Linked DNA regions of Sus scrofa: region 2 is linked to region 1. A link is a contact called in public Hi-C data. All regions are on one chromosome and are shown on one strand. Each heading gives the region's core, a stretch centred on a gene start, on an enhancer-like site or on the middle of the called end of the contact. The rest is flanking DNA. Distances are from core to core; before and after follow the strand shown. Region 1 holds the start of RELA (RELA proto-oncogene, NF-kB subunit). Region 2 holds the start of PCNX3 (pecanex-like protein 3).

Region 1 (7,903 bases), core at 3,101-5,600:
TATTATTATTTTTATGGCCACACCTGCGGCATATGGAAGTTCCCAGGCTAGGAGTTGAATTGGAGCTGCAGTTGCAGGCCTACACCACAGCTACAGCCGCCTCTGAGAACTTCACTGCAGCTCATGGCAATGTCAGATCCTTAACCCACTGAGTGGGGCCAGGGATCAAACCCAAATCTTTATAGACACTATGCCGAGTTCTTTCTCTCTCTCTCTCTCTCTCTTTTAGGGCCACACCTGTGGCACATGGAGGTTCCCAGGCTAGGGGTCCAGTTGGAGCTGCAGGTGCTGGCCTACGCCAGAGCCACAGCAACAAGGGACCCAAGCCACGTCTGCAACCTACACCACAGCTCACGGCAATGCCAGATCCTTAACCCACTGAGCAAGGCCAGGGATGGAACCTGCATCCTCATGGATACAATCCCCCCCCCCAAAAAAAAGTGGAGGAGAGAGATGAAACAAAAATCACAAAGCTGATAACTTTGGTAAGCTGAAGGACCGCTCTGTGGAGGCTAATTATGCAATGCTCTCTATTACTGAATGTGTCTGAAAATGTTCACAATGAAAGGTTAAAATAAATAAAATCTTTCTTGGAGTTCCAGATGTGGCACAATGGGATCGGCAGCATCTTGGGAGCCCCTGGATCCGGCATTGCCGCAGCTGTGGCTTAGGTCGCAACCCTGGCTCAGTTCTGATCCCTGGCCCTGGAGCTCTCTGTGCTGTGGGGCAGCCAAAAAAGAGGGGGAAAAAAATCTTCCTGCAGAGAATGCAACAGCCACAGTCAATTTTACTGGTGAGTTTTACCAGTATTCCAAGGAATATATAATTTCTAATTTACATAGACTCTTCCAGGGGATAGAAAAGGGGGGATTTTTCCTCAAATCATCCCATGAGGCTGGTACTACTTTGATACCAAAATTAGACAAGGTCAGAAGAAAAGGAAAAGTAGAGCCATTTTATTTACAAATATAGTTGCAAAATCCCCTTTTAAAATATCAGTGAATCGAATTCTGCCCTATAACACATCCTGACCAGTTAGGTTTATCCCAGGAAAACCAGAAGATTTACTCTTAGGAAATCTATGTTACACTCTGCATTAACAGATAAAGGAGAAAAATCATAAGATCTCCTCTATAGGAGTTTCCGTCGTGGTGCAGTGGTTAACGAATCCGATGAGGAACCATGAGGTTGAGGGTTCGATCCCTGGCCTTGCTCAGGGGGTTAAGGATCCGGCATTGCCATGAGCTGTGGTGTAGGTTGCAGATGAGGCTTGGATCTCACGTTGCTGTGGCTGTGGTGTAGGCTGGCAGCTATAGCTCTGATTAGACCCCTAGCCTGGGAACCTCCATATGCCGAGCGAGCAGCCCTAGAAAAGGCAAAAAGACAAAAAAAAAAAAAAAAAAAAAAAGAAAAGAAAAGAAAAGAAAAGATCTCCTCTATAGATACAAGAAAAATATTTGATAAAAGTCAACATACTTTTATCATAAACATAGTAAACTAGAACTAGAAGGGAACATCCTTGACCGATAACAGCTATGTACCCAAACAAACAAACAAACAAACTAAATGTAACCTAAGGACAAGAGCTGCAAAAATATTCTGTATTTAGGAAGTTCCCATTGTGGCACAGCAGAAACGAATCCTCTGGGGAAGCTAGCATCCATGAGGATATGGGTTCTATTCCTGGCCTCACTCCGTGGGTTAAGGATCCAGTGTTGCTTTGAGCTGTGGTGTAGGTTGCAGATGCGGCTCAGATCCCTCATTGCTGTGGCTATGGTGTAGGCTGGCAGCTGTAGCTCCTATTTGATCCCTAGCCTGGGAACTTTCACATGCCACAGGTGCAACCCTAAAAAAACAAACAAAAAAAATCTGTATTTAATCATATTATTGGTGGTAATGTTGGTTATTATTCTGAGTGTTTGGTGTATAGTCTGAGATAGACCAAAGGAGTAATTGGTTGGCATCACTGAGAACTGAGATTTTTTTATTGTGGAAAAACATACATAATATAAAATTTAGAGTTCCCTGGTGGCTCAGCAGGTTAAGGATCTGACATTGTCACGGTTGTGGCACTGGTTCAATATCTGGCCTGGGAACTTCTGCATGCAGGGAGTGTGGCCAAAAAATGACTATTTTTGTTTGTCTTTTAGGGCTGCATGGGCATCGTATATGCACCCAGGCTAGGGGTCTAATCAGAGCTACAGCTGCTAGGATCCGAGCTGAGTCTGGGATCTACTGCATCCCCAACCCACTGAGCCAGGCAAGGGATGGAACGAACCTGTGTCCTCATGGGTAATAGATTCGTTTCTGCTTCACCACGATGGGAACTCCAATACATACGAATTTTTAAAAGAGGATCGTACAAAGATCAGTGATGATTGTGTCATTAATCAAAGATTATAATTCATCCATCTGTTCTCCTGAAGTCTGCCTCCTCAGAAAGGTAAGGCTAATTTTCTAATCCGGGGCAGCCACAGGAGAAACTGAAATGAGTGGGAGGGGTGGTAACTGTTTTCACTTTTGTCTTCCTGTTTTTTTTTTTTTTTTTTTTCAGAGCCTGGGAAAGCAAGTCAGAATTTCCAATCTTTTCCAATTCCCACATGATTCCCTAATTTAGAACGAACACAGAGAAAATAAAGTCTGCCTTCCTCTGGGTAAGACTCCGAAGCCTGCTGGGGATTGCCCCCACCCTCGGACAAGGAACCCCCCGCGGAGGGGGTTGCTCCAGTCCCACCCTCACCCCGCACGAACGCTTCTTGGGCTTGGCCTTGGGGACAATATTCTGGCGACGGGTCACAGGATGGTTAATTAGTGGAAATGCTTTGTGCGAGCTGGACCAGCAGGAAACCCTGGGGACACAGGCGGGGTGAGCCTGCCGATTCAAACCCCTGGAGGGTCCCGGACCTGCTAAAACACAAACGTCAGGCTGCAGGGTCGAGGCTCCAGAGATCTACCCCTCGGTGCCTTCTGCCACCCATTGCCCCGGAGGGATGCCTCTTAAACCGAGGAGCCTGGGCTCGGTTCGCCAGCGGGAGCGGACGAGGCACGGAGCCTCGGTCCACACTAGCGTGCACCCATCGTCCGAGCACTGCCAGGTGAAGTCCGGGCGCTTTCCTTTCCCCTCTCTGCCTCCAGACTGGGGGGACAAGAAATTTAAAAAATGCTTCCGCGGCCCCAACCACCACGAAGCACCTTCATCGATTAGGAAGCCGTGTGGAGTTTAGCCACCCGGTGTTTGCGGTCGAAGCAGGCCCGAGCCTTTCCCAGCGCAGGGCAGGCAGCCGAAGCCCAGCAGCTCTGGCCCTGTTCCAGACCGGGCCCGAGGTGACATCACCACTCCTCCGATCGGCGGGAGGGGGCCCCCGAAATCCCCTAAAAACATTGTGAGTAATCGCCCGGCCCGCCCTCCAGGCGGGGCCCAGACTCGCGAGCGATCCGTGCTGCCCAGCCAGTCCCGGGAGCGGCGTCCAGGCGCGCGGCGTCTCGGGGCCCAGCGCGGCGCGTACTTGCTCGCAGGGCCCGGCAGCGGCGGCGCGCGCCACCCCCTAGGCCCTCGAGTGGCGCGCTCTTGTCCCTAACCCACCGCGCGGGGCGGCGGCGGCGGCGGCGGCGGCGACGCAGCGCGCAGGCGCGGCCGGATTCCCGGCAGTGACGCGGCGGCGGGCGCGCGCGGCGCATTTCCGCCTCTGGCGAATGGCTCGACTGTAGCGCGCGCCGCGGGCCCAGCTGCGACCCCGGCCCCGCCCCCGGGACCCCGGCCATGGACGGTGAGGACGCCCTCTGACCCCGCGCGGTGGCGGCGCTGGGGCCGCCGGGACCGCGGCGGGAGCCTCCGCGCTGCCTTCCGCTCCTTCCTGCGCCGATGGTCGCTGCGCAGGGAGCGGCCGGCCGGATGGTGGAGCGGGGCGGGGCCGGAGTGGGGGGGGGGGTCTGACTCAGTTTCCCCTGGGGGTGGCGGGAGTTGGGGGGAGCTGTGACTCGGTCTCCCCCGGGGCCCCGGGGGCAGTTCCGACTTAGTTTCCTTGTTAGGGGAGAATGTATCTGACTCAGTTTCCTCCCGGGTTGGGGTGGGGAGTGCCCTCCCTTAGTTTAATTTAGGAAAGTAGAGAGGGGTCCTGGCTCAGTTTCCCCTGGTGGTGGAGGCCGTCCTACCGGGTTTTCTCTTAGAAAACAAGTGTTTCTGGCTCCTTCACCCCTGCCCCTTAGCTGTACTGCAGGTTCCAGGCAGCTGGCCCTGACCCAGTGTCCCCGGGAGGGAGCCTGGCTTCATCTCCTTGCCGGGGATGCAGGCCCTCCCTGGTGAGGACGGGAAGCGGGCATGTGCTGACCCTTGTATCCCTCCCCTTTCAGACCTCTTCCCCCTCATCTTCCCCTCGGGTAAGTTGGACCATCCTTTTTCCGTGGTTCGGGAGGAGCTCCCCAGGGTGAGGGCGATGGGGTCAGCCGCCTGATGGGGGCTGGCCCGCATCTCCCCCGCAGAGCCGGCCCCGGCCTCGGGCCCCTATGTGGAGATCATCGAGCAGCCCAAGCAGCGGGGCATGCGCTTCCGCTACAAGTGCGAGGGCCGCTCAGCCGGCAGTATCCCGGGCGAGAGGAGCACGGATACCACCAAGACCCACCCCACCATCAAGGTCAGCCCAGCTCCCGAGTGAGGGGCGCAGTGTCAGTAGGGGTGAAACCCCAGCAGGCTTGCTTTCAGGCCCCCGCGCAGCCTGCCCCCCCCCTCCGGGGGGGGGGAATTGGGGCTGGAATTCCTGCGCCTCCAGGGTGCTCTCTGTACTTTGGACAGATCAATGGCTACACGGGGCCAGGGACAGTGCGCATCTCCCTGGTCACCAAGGACCCCCCTCACCGGCCTCACCCCCATGAGCTCGTGGGGAAAGACTGCCGGGATGGCTTCTATGAGGCTGAGCTCTGCCCAGACCGCTGCATCCACAGGTGAGCTCCCCTTGGGCACCAGGGGGTGGTGGGGAGGTGGGAGGCCAGGAGGGCCAGCAGCTGTGTAGCTGTTACAGTGTTCTTTCTAGACAGAGGGCACCCTTTGCTCTGTCCCCAGCTCTGCAGGCAGATTCCTCTGTCTTGAAATTGCCTGTGTCTCTCCTCCCTCTAGCAGATAGGAGCCCCATGGAAAAGTGATAGGTCTCTAATCACCCCCGAAGCCCTAACGCCTGTGGCTGGAAGGGCAAGCCCCTCAGTCACGTCACTTGTAGCGAGAAAGAAAACCACTGAACCGACAGTCTCCCTGGAGCTTACGTACTAGTTGACAGAGGCAGGCTGTAAATAAACATACAAATAATTAAACAAGATCCGTTAGCAAGTCATCAGTAGTGATGAAAATAAAGCAGTGGGTTGGAGGAATAGCCCGGGAGGCGGAGGAGCTGGTGTCACTACTTTAGATGGGGAGTCAGAAAGGCCTCTCAGGTTAGAGCTGAATGTGAGAAGGCAGAGAGGCATGGAAAGAATGGCGCGCTCCCGGCAGAGTGAATGGGTGTCAGAGGCTTTGAAGTGGGAAGGAGTTTTGTGTGTTTGGAGAAGGGAAAAGAGGTCCTGGGACAGAGGGTAGGGAGCCAGCAGGGACAGTGGACCCGGCGGCAGGGCCCAGGGCTTTGTCAGCCAGAGTGAGGAGTGGGTGGCACTGTGGGCAGCCATTCAGGGGGGTCCAGCACGGCGTGCTGGCCTGCTGAGTGGGTGGGGGAGAAGGGGTAGACCCGGCAGGGCTGGAGGGCCCAGGCTCTGCTGGAGACAGTGGGACTGATTCCTCGGGGACCTCAGCTTCCAGAACCTGGGGATCCAGTGTGTAAAGAAGCGGGACCTGGAACAGGCCATCAATCAGCGCATCCAGACCAACAACAACCCCTTCCAAGGTGAGAGGGCTGTGGGAGCAAAGGCCCCGGCCTGCCTGGAGCACCTCCGCTCTTTGTCACCCTGCCGAGGTTACTCTCCCTCCCTGGCCAAGACTCACAGCACAGGTGGAATTTTGCTGCCCTTTCAGCACACACTCCCATTTTACTACTGGGGAGACGTGACCCAGAGAGGGGACACAGGGGACATGACGTTCCAGGTCCCAGGTGGAGTCAGCGATGGATGTAGAACCTTCTATTCCTCCTCTAGACCTCCTGCTGCTTCGCAGGCCCTGAAACATCCCTCCCAGCCCAGAGCTCCCTGTCCGCCCCCGTGCCCCTCCCTCCCTGGCTGTCCCCCCCACCCCAGCTCTCCTGACCCTCTGTTGTTCTGACAGTTCCCATAGAAGAGCAGCGCGGGGACTACGACCTGAATGCTGTGCGGCTCTGCTTCCAGGTGACAGTGCGGGACCCAGCAGGCAGGCCCCTCCGCCTGCCGCCTGTCCTCTCTCACCCCATCTTTGACAACCGTGAGTGGCTGGGGAGCTGCAGGAAGGGCAGACGGGTGGGCCTGCGAGGAGGAAGGGGGTTGGTGGGCGGGGTCTGCCAGAGTTGCTCTGGCTTCAGTCGCGCAGGGTGTGTGTCCTCTTGGTGCTCTGTGCCCTGCGCTGGCTGGGGAGACGAGGCGACAGGACCCAGAGCCGCCCTCAAGGGACAGCTTCCAGGCTGGCAGGGAGTCAGCTGGGAGACAGGCATTTCCAACATGTGATGAGAGGGTGGTGTGCCCAGCCTGCACTATTGACTCCGGAAGTGTGCTCCTGGGAACGAGATAATGCTAGAGAGGAGCCGTGCAGTGATGGAGGCTCACAGGAAGTTCACAGACGAATTGGGCCGACAGTGATCGACTGCAGTCTTTAATTAAGTAGCCAGCAGGATGCGTGGAAATAAAAGGGCTCTGGACCCCAAGGCTGGGAAACCAGGATGAACCAGGGGTCAAGAGGGAAAGGTTCATTGGAGTTCCCGTCGTGGCGCAGTGGAAACGAATCCGACTAGGAACCATGAGGTTGCGGGTTCAATCCCTGGCCTCACTCAGTGGGTTAAGGATCCGGCATTGCTGTGAACTGTGGTGTAGGTTGCAGGTGTGGCTTGGATCCTGTGCTGCTGTGGCCGTGATGTAGGCTGGCAGCTGTAGCTCCAGTTCAGCCCCTAGCCTGGGAACCTCCATATGCCGTGGGTGTAGCCCTAAGAAGCCAAAAAGAAAGGGAAAGGTTCATTGCCACAGTGGGTATGAACAGGCCTTGAAGTCTGCTCGGGTCGGGTGGAGAAAGAGGGGTTGTGAGCTTGTTGGTTTTCTTTGGACTCTAAGCCGCATGAGGGCAGAGATGTTCAGGCTTTGTGCCTCATTAGGTGCTTCATGCCTGGAACAGGGCTGGGCCCAGAGTAGGTGCTGGTATGTAGGGTTGCTGAGGAGTTCCCCGGTGACCTAGTGCGTAAGCGTAATGCTGCACTGCAAGTTCAGTCCCTGGCTCGGGAACTTCTACATGCTGCAGCTGCGGGCAAAAAAAAAAAAAAAAAAAGAGTCGCTGAGTTGATTAGGGCGAGGAGCCAGTGGGAACAGTCAAACCTTGGCTGCAGAGGTGCTGTCAGTAGGCGCTGGACAACCTTGACTGTGGGCTGGGCAGGAGTCTTGCAGGTCAGCCCAGGAGACCTCTGGTGGTTCAGGGCTTCCTTCCTTATTCCCACACCCTCAGGTGCCCCCAACACTGCAGAGCTCAAGATCTGCCGGGTGAATCGGAACTCGGGGAGCTGCCTTGGGGGCGATGAGATCTTCCTGCTGTGCGACAAGGTGCAGAAAGGTACACACACCAGGAAGCAGGGCTGTACTCTGGAGCAGGAGGTGAGGGGTGAGGCTGAGCACACGTGGCGAGGTGGCAGGGAACTGATTTAAGCGCTCCCCTGACACCTCGGGGGCAGCAGGGTGACGTGTCTCCGGAGAAAGGCCTCAGCAGCATCGGGGGTGGCGGGCTGGGTGAATTGAGCATGGCCACCCACTCCGCCGCCCC
Region 2 (7,903 bases), core at 1,772-4,271, 45 kb after region 1:
GCGTCCGCTGGGTCCCATAGGGCCGCTTGGGGGGCACAGCAGTCCCCTCCTCAGCCCCGTGGGGCGCCCTTCGTTTCCGGGGTCCCCCCGCTGCACCCCGAGAGCTCTCGGGAGAGTAGCAGGAAGTGGAGGAAGAGCTGTCGGTGCTATAGTGACGCTGGGACCGGAGGCTGGAAGCCGGGCTCAGTTCACTGCCCTCGCTGGTGTCGTCGTCCTCAAAAAAGCCCCCGCCTTCGAGCAGTGGCCGCCGAGGGGCACGGCCAGCCGGGGAGTGTCTTCGCAGGGGCGGCCGCCGCTTGCTAGGCCGCAGCAGGGCCAAGTCCTTGGGCCGCACAACCAGGAGCGGCTCAGCCGGGCCTGGAGGCGTCCCTGCTCCTACGACTGTGTCAAAGGAACGTAGTGTGTCGTCTGAGGGGACCCCGGCATCTGGTGAAGCGGGCAGCTCGGCCTCCGAGGGTGGGTCTGTATCGCTGCCCTCGGGGGCCTGCCCGCCGGGGGGGCTGTCCAGGTGGGTGGAGTTGGTCTTCTCACTCTTGAAGCTGCTCAGCGTCTCGCGGTCAGTGCCACTGAAGCAGGAATCGGAGGAGCCGGCTTTCTGGGGTGTGGGCTCCCCGGAGCCCCGCCGGTCCAGGGGCTGGTAGCCACCCGCTCCCCGGCGTTGTTCCCGTCGACTGCTGGTCCTCACCAGGGCCCGGTCAGGCCGGGTCAGGGTCAGGAAGCTCTTGCTCAGCTCCTGGCTGAGGCTCCCCTTCAGCAGGGGGCTCATGGGAGTGTCAGCCACGCTGCTCCCGCTCCAGGGGGCTCCCTCTCCAGCCAGGGGAGACCGTTCTGAAGAGTCCGTGCTGGGGAGAGATGGGTCGGGGGCAGCCCCTGGGGGCGTCTGGGGAAGGTCTCCAACTGTCAGGACAAAAGGAGACATAAGAGAAGAGAGTGGAATTCCATAAAAGGAACTGGTGGCGAAGGGGGTCTTGCGGTCCCTAGTTTGAGAGCCCAGCTGGAGCAGGACCCCGAGAAAGCCCCGTCTAAGAGGACAGAGAGAGCGCCGAGGGAGCAAAAGCTGGGGTGACGCAAAGACAAGACCCCAGTCTTTCCCTGCGCCCCTGCCCATCGTGCCCACTCACTTAGTTTCTCCTGGGAGCTCAGCTTCAGCATCTCTCGGTCGGCTGAGGTCACAATCACGTTGTTGCTGCCCTGCTCCCGCACCAGCTCCTTGATGTCTGCAACCACAGCCCCGGAGGCGTCAGCAGGACCTCGAGGCATCTACGCGCCACTCCCTGTTCTGCACCGCCACCTTCAGTCCTGAAGGGAAGCCACCTACCTCGGAGGGGCCCAGAGTCCTCCATCCGGGGAAGCAGCTCCTGAGCAGAGAGAAAAGGATGAGGGAGCAAACAAGGCAAAAAGTGGGCTCAGGACGGGCTCCCAGGAGAAGAGAGGGGGAGGCCGAGGGCCAGAGCCACTCACCGAGACCTGGTTGAAGCCAAACACGGAATGCTGAGAGCTACAGCGTACAGGGGGTGTGGAACTCACTTTCCGAAATACTGTCATCTCCACTCCGGGGTCCCTAGCAGTGGAAAAGGAACATCAGCTTTGAGCTGCCCTTTTCTCTTCATACAGTTCGTCCTCCGCCATCCCCACTGCTTCTCCCTCCACAGGGATCCCCCTTACAAATCCAGGGCCAACACAAAGAACAACTGGCCGCTCGCTCATGAAGCCAAGGTTCCCTAAGCCCCTTCATTCTCCAATGCTCAGGCCCAGGCACCAAGACTCCGCCATTCCCAGCATAGGCCCTGCCCCCGCCTACCTGGGCAGACTGCTGTCCCCCTGGGCAGGCTCTTCCTCTGGGTCCCCCATGGTAGAGTTGCGCTTCTCCACAATCTCGCCCTGGTCGAACATAGCATGCAGCCGATAGTTCACAGTCTTGATGGTAGCGAAGATGACAGCCACCACAAGGCAGTACACACCAGCCACCATCAAGCTGGGGGGCAGGACCTGGGGGCGGCAGCAAGTCAGGTCCCTCTTCACACAGCCCTGTCCCTACCACCTACCACCACAGTCAGGACTAGGACACACAAATTCATTAAACTCCATCACGCCTGCCGGCTGCTAATACAAAGACCCTGCGAGGCAGCCCTATCTCCAGCATAACTGGAATGAGATTAAGTGAGATTCAAGGTCACCCAGGCCAGGGAAATTCTGGCCTCTCTTCCACACACTCCAGACTCCGCAGTGAATCCTCTTCCCACACCCCAGCGCCCCAGCCACAGCCCAGAATCCCTGCCAGGTTGCACCCCTTCGTGACATCTGCCCTCCCTTTCCCCGGCACGAGTTACAGGTGGCCGCAGCATCTCACCATATACAGCAAGAAAGGAAAGGTGAGCAGGAAGATCCAGACATAGAGATGGAAGCAGTTGGAGAAGGTGCTCTGGTGTGGGTCGAAGAACCAACCGCCGGTGAGCGAGGCCCACACCCCCTGGCGCAGGATCTGCAACACCTGCGACCCCATGGCCCCGCCGCTGCTGCGCGCGCCCCCCTCCCGGGACCCTCATGGGGGCGGCCCCCGGCCCATGCCCCGCCTGGCGCCCGAGGGCCCCGGGGCCCAACCTCGCGCTCACGCCATGGCCTCCCCCAGCGGGGGAGAGGGGTCGGTGGGGCGAGGGTGCGGGCAGGGGGCGGGGCCGGCCAGGGCAGTCAGTGGTGCGAGACCCAAGAGCCGGGGTGGAGCCGCATCAGGGGTGGGGTCCAGGCCCCCACCCCCGGCCCAGAACTGCTCCTAAGGGCCGGACCGGCGGGCAGGCGCAGGGCACGGGCCGGGCACCGGTCGGCGGCATCCAGAGGTGGGCGTGGGGTGGGTGCTCCGGGGGTGCAGACGACGGCTCCCACGGTTCCGGCCCGGGGAGAGCCCCGGGACCCTGAGGTCCACTTCCGGGGTCACAGGTCACTCGCTTTGGGCTCCGCGGTCGCCCCGCTTCTGCGGGAGCCGACCCAAGGGGGAGGCCGGAAGAAGGAGCCGCGAGCCGCCAACCTGCAGTGGCGCATGCGCCCGACGAGACCAGTTGGGACCCGGAAAAGGAAAACCTTTCGGCTCGAATGCGCAAGCGCAGGGAGGTGGTGGACCGATAAGAAGCGGGAGAGCCCGCTGGGCTTGCGCAGCTGAGGAAGGGACGATCCAAAAGGCACAAGTCCTTGAGCGCATGCGCACACCTAAGCGATGCCAACCTAGCCGCGATCACTGGGCGGAACGCGAGGGAAGAGTTACTAGAGGCGAGGAAAAGGATGGAGGCGTGGACACCCCTGGGGGCTAAAGCCACAGTTGTGCGCTACTGGAGCAAGCCCCTCTAGGTGCGCCCTTTTTAGCGCTGGACGTCAAACGTCACGAGCGGCCTCTACTTCCGGGTCAGAGCTCAAACTCAGAGTGTAGAGAGAACAGGCAGGACTAGTCGAAATAGGATAGTGTCGTTTTTCTTAAAGTGACAGGCTCAAGGCAAGGGGGTCCGTCGCGCGGTTGCGAGAGCGATTTAGCTATTCCAAGTGCCATCACTGGACAAATTTCAGGAGCACAGTCTCAGGTTTCCATCCCTTCTTGGGAAAGAGGCATGAATTGTTTCCCAGGTGAAGGGAAGCAGTAAATCTTAGACAACGCGTTCCAAGAGCTCCAAGTGCAGCCAGTTTCGTCCTCCATTCTTGCCTACCCCCACTGCCAGCTCTGCAAAGCGGAGCTCCTGGCCCCAGTTTCAGACATGAAGAGAATGAAGCGCAGAGAAAGGGTCACACGGCCCTGCAACTTCGGAGCCAAGACCACACTCGGGTTTGCCCCTCTTCCAAGCCAGGATCTTTCCCCCAGTTTTACAGATGCAGACGTAGAGGGCGGGGACGGTCCCTCCTTAGCAGAAACCAACCTCGACCTTAAACCTGTTGTCACGGGAGGTGGGGGCTACGGGCTACACTTCCTCTCCTTCTGCCTCTCATTGCCCGCCTACCCGGTAACTCCCAGACCAAATCGCCCTGCAGCCTCTGGGAGGGGAGCGGTGCTACCCGCCCGCGTCATCTGATGCTGTTTCCTGCAGGAGAGAGAACAGCGGAAAAAAGTGAAACTCCACCCTCCACCTCTGCCTCCCGCCCCCGGGGCCAAAGTACAAAGGGAGGAGGAAGAAGGGAACGGGGTTGGAGCCATCGGGTCGCGAGAGCTGAGCCAGGAAGAGGCAGCTCAACCTAGAGACACTCCAGCCACCCCCCTGCGCAGAGACCCAACGGGAGTCCAGGCACTGCCCCTCGCTGGCCCCACCTTTCACTTGGCGGGTGCTGGAGCTCGGCTCCCAGGACTGCTCTGGACTGAGGGACGCCCGGGCCCCTCTGTGCCGGCCATGGTGAGACATCGGAGGCCCTGGGGGTCCACCCCCCCAGCCTGACCACACTGCTTCCCTAGGTCGCCCTCCTCCGGAAGCCCGAGATGCGGTGGGCCGGGAGGCGACACTCCTGGCTCCCCAGAGAGGCGTGGGTCTGGGGCTGAGGGCCAGGGCTCGGATGCCCAGGTTCCGGGACTAGGGCCTCGGCCGTCAGCAAGGGTGGGGACCGGGGCACCCAGGGAAGGTCCCCCACACCCGCCAGTGCCAGCTCCCAGCTATGGAGCCCTTGAAGAACCTCTTCCTCAAGAGCCCCCTGGGGTCATGGAACAGCAGTGGCAATGGGGGCAGCGGGGGCAGTGGCAGCGGAGGTTGGCCAGAGGGGTCCCCGAAGGCTGCAGCTTATGCCAACCCTGTGTGGACAGCCCTGTTTGACTACGAGCCCAATGGGCAGGACGAGTTGGCCCTGCGGAAGGGCGACCGAGTGGAGGTGCTGTCCCGGGATGCAGCTATCTCGGGTGACGAGGGCTGGTGGGCGGGCCAGGTAGGTGGCCAGGTGGGCATCTTTCCGTCCAACTATGTGTCTCGGGGCGGTGGTCCCCCCCCCTGCGAGATGGCCAGCTTCCAGGAGCTGCGGCTGGAGGAGGTGATTGGCATCGGTGGCTTCGGCAAGGTCTACCGTGGCAGCTGGCGGGGTGAGCTTGTGGCCGTGAAGGCAGCTCGCCAGGACCCCGATGAGGACATCAGCGTGACAGCTGAGAGCGTGCGACAGGAGGCTCGGCTTTTCGCCATGCTGGCACACCCCAACATCATTGCCCTCAAGGCCGTGTGCCTGGAGGAGCCCAACCTGTGCCTGGTGATGGAGTATGCTGCCGGTGGGCCCCTGAGCCGTGCCCTGGCTGGGCGGCGCGTGCCCCCCCATGTGCTCGTCAACTGGGCTGTGCAGATTGCCCGTGGAATGCACTACCTGCACTGCGAGGCCCTGGTGCCTGTCATCCACCGAGACCTCAAGTCCAACAACAGTGAGTTCGGGGGAGCGTGGCCGGAGGGTGGCATGGCCCAAGCAGACAGCTGCTGCCGGCTCTTAGCTGAGCCGACCCAGGGGTTTCCTAGAAGTGGCAGCTCCTGCCCAGGATTGTCTCAGGTCCCTGGGGGGACCCGTAGGCTCACATCAGTGCCAAAGCAGGAACCCCAGGCACCCAACAGAGCCCCAGCAGGAGTCCCTAACCCCAGCTCACAGCTGCCAAGTTAAAAAATGGGAATCTCGGAGTTCTTGGCGGCTCAGTGGATCAGGGATCTGGCATTGCCAGGGCTATGTCTCTGGCGACAGCCGTGGCCCGGGTTCGATCCCTGGCCTGGGAACTTCCACACACCACGGTCTCTCGGGCGGACCATAAGCAACCTGCCTACCATACATGGCCACTAGCTCAGGGGAGGCGAGTCCTGGGCGCTGGCACCCCTCATCTTCAGGGAACTCTCTTGAGGTTCACATGCACCCACAGTAAAGGGGCAGCTTCTCCAGAAGAGAAATCTCAAAGGGGCAAGCCCCCCCACTGTGGCCAAAACTGGGGCCAGGGATGGAATTCTGGCCCCACTCCTACCCCTGGCTGCACCATCTCTAGCTGGTTATTTCAACTCAGAGCTCTGATTTCAGTCTCCGTAAAAAGGGAATGTTTGGGAGTGTGAAGCGGCTTAGCACACGGGTATCTGACACCTGGCACACAGTGGGTCATCCACCATGGGTGTGGACATTTGAAAGCTGGATCACTAAGAGGGCTTCGCCTGGAATCAGCATTTGGAGTGGGCGTGGCGGGGCTAAGGGAGACTCAGGGGCAAGGCACTCCGTCTCCAGCCATTTCAGGTCGCACGTGCTGCCCGGCCCAAGACAAGCAAGTGACAGGTTCAGGGGGCTCTCTGAAGCGGGCTAGCTTGACACCAGGCCCAAAGCCGGGAGTGTTCCAAGAGGCACCCAGGTGGATGTCCCCGCAGGGCCTGATGAGAGCAAAGGCAAGGAGGCAGGACTGAGCACAGCAGTGGGGACACGGACTGGGCCTGTAGAGCCAGAGGAAGTGCAGGAAGGACCGGTGGGGTCACTGGAGAGGCAGGGGTGGCTCTTGGAAGGGTGCGCGAGGCTATTTGGAGCCTCCTAGCCTGGGCTGACCGTGGTTAAGGGGCTCAGGGTTGGGGTGGGGGGGCAGAACACCAGGCCCAGTGATCTCCAAATCTTCACAAGAGCTACAGGGACCTGGGGGGGGCCTGCCAGCCACCCCACCCACTCCTCTCATCCATAGTGGGGCACAGTTCCCACCTCTCAGCCTCGCTCCTGGCCCTAGCCATCGAGGGACCCCCACTCCCTGCCCATCCCGAGGGGGATTCCCCGAAGGCCTGGGGGGAGGGGACCCCCGTCTTCTGTTTTTCCTCTAGTTTTCTTTCCAGAAAAAATGGAACAATAGCCCAGGCCCCTGCTCCCCACCCTCCCCTCCGCTTCCTGCGTTTCCTGCTGCCCCCGAGCCGGCTTCCTGCCCCTGCTCCAGCCTCTGCTCTCTCCCCAGCCCAGCTGCCTGCAGGGGAGGAAAGAGCTGGGGGTGGGGGGTTTGTGGGAGAGGAAGGAGCCAGGGATCACACCCCCACTCCCCCCCCCCAGTTCTCTGCTTCCCTCCCAGCGTCTGGGTGGTGGTATAGGGCAGGCAGGGTGCCCTCAGCAAGGCTGAGCCTGGCCTCCCACTTCGCAGACCCCAGTCCTAGGCCCAGGGTGCTGTCTGCGGGATTGAGGGGGGAGTCCCTGGGTTGGGGGGGGCACAAGCAGGAAACAATGGCGTGATTTTCCTGGACAATGGGGGCCTTGTGAGGAAGCCTGGCGGGGAGAGGAGGGGGAATTCTCTGGGCCCACGAGTCACAGGACTGACCAGCCAGCCCGGCCTGGGCCTGACCTCCCCCGATTCTCTCCCAAAGGACGCCCTCCCACCCCCCAATTGGAGACCTGGGCCAGGCCTCCCAGAAAGGAGAAGTGAGGAGCATGGGAGGGAAGCGGAAGAGGTGTGAGCTGCCCAGGCCCCTCCCAAGATCCAGAGGCAGCCCAGGGAGGGGGCTGGAGGCTGGGTCCCCTTTGGAGGACAGAGTACCCTGAGGGGATGCTGGGAGGAGAATCTCTAGCCCCTTCTCCTCCCAGGGACCCCTAGCCACCCAGTCCCAAGGTCTGCATCAGACACCAGGAGAGCAACTTGGGTTGGACAAATTCAAAGCATTTAGATAAAAGCAGAGGCCTAGCAGGTGAGGATGAGGCTTCGCGGGTGTCAGGTCAAATCTGGGCGGGAGGTGGCAGAAAGGCCATCAATGCAAAGATATCCTGAGACTTCGAGTTGCTGCCCGCCTCTGGCTTCAGATTACCTGACTGAAAAAGGGAGGCTGGCCTCCCCACTTGAGATGCTGGCGCAGAAAGCACTTCACCGGTCTGTGAGGTACCACGAGTGGCTAGAGACCTGGCCAAGTAGCAGCAGGGCTTGGTCTTCAAGAGGGTGGGTGGTCCTGGCACCAGAGGAGCAGGGAGACCCCTCTCCACCCCC

Evidence for each region. Hi-C and Micro-C count contacts between places; a contact is called where the count stands out from the background.
Region 2: a contact with region 1 is called in a Hi-C map of skeletal muscle, with 2.9 times the contacts expected there. The contact joins the promoter of PCNX3 here to the promoter of RELA in region 1. A contact is called at or near these places in 1 of 5 promoter capture datasets (fetal skeletal muscle), 6 of 47 Hi-C or Micro-C datasets (blood, heart right ventricle, liver and 2 more) and 2 of 2 datasets of contacts at active chromatin or transcription factors (alveolar macrophages and skeletal muscle).

What each region holds. Positions count from the first base shown.
Region 1 is chr2:6,590,519-6,598,421 of Sscrofa11.1, forward strand. RELA (RELA proto-oncogene, NF-kB subunit) reads left to right here and starts at 4,351. Exons shown (of 10, transcript NM_001114281.1): 1 at 4,351-4,377; 2 at 4,480-4,631; 3 at 4,790-4,938; 4 at 5,773-5,864; 5 at 6,239-6,370; 6 at 7,592-7,696. The coding sequence starts at 4,351.
Region 2 is chr2:6,636,912-6,644,814 of Sscrofa11.1, forward strand. It overlaps PCNX3 (pecanex-like protein 3), which reads right to left and starts at 3,022. Exons shown (of 34, transcript XM_021082830.1): 1 at 2,351-3,022; 2 at 1,802-1,989; 3 at 1,462-1,561; 4 at 1,319-1,358; 5 at 1,122-1,217; 6 at 1-897. The coding sequence starts at 2,503. It overlaps MAP3K11 (mitogen-activated protein kinase kinase kinase 11), which reads left to right and starts at 3,150. Exons shown (of 11, transcript XM_021082851.1): 1 at 3,150-3,339; 2 at 4,065-5,362. The coding sequence starts at 4,621.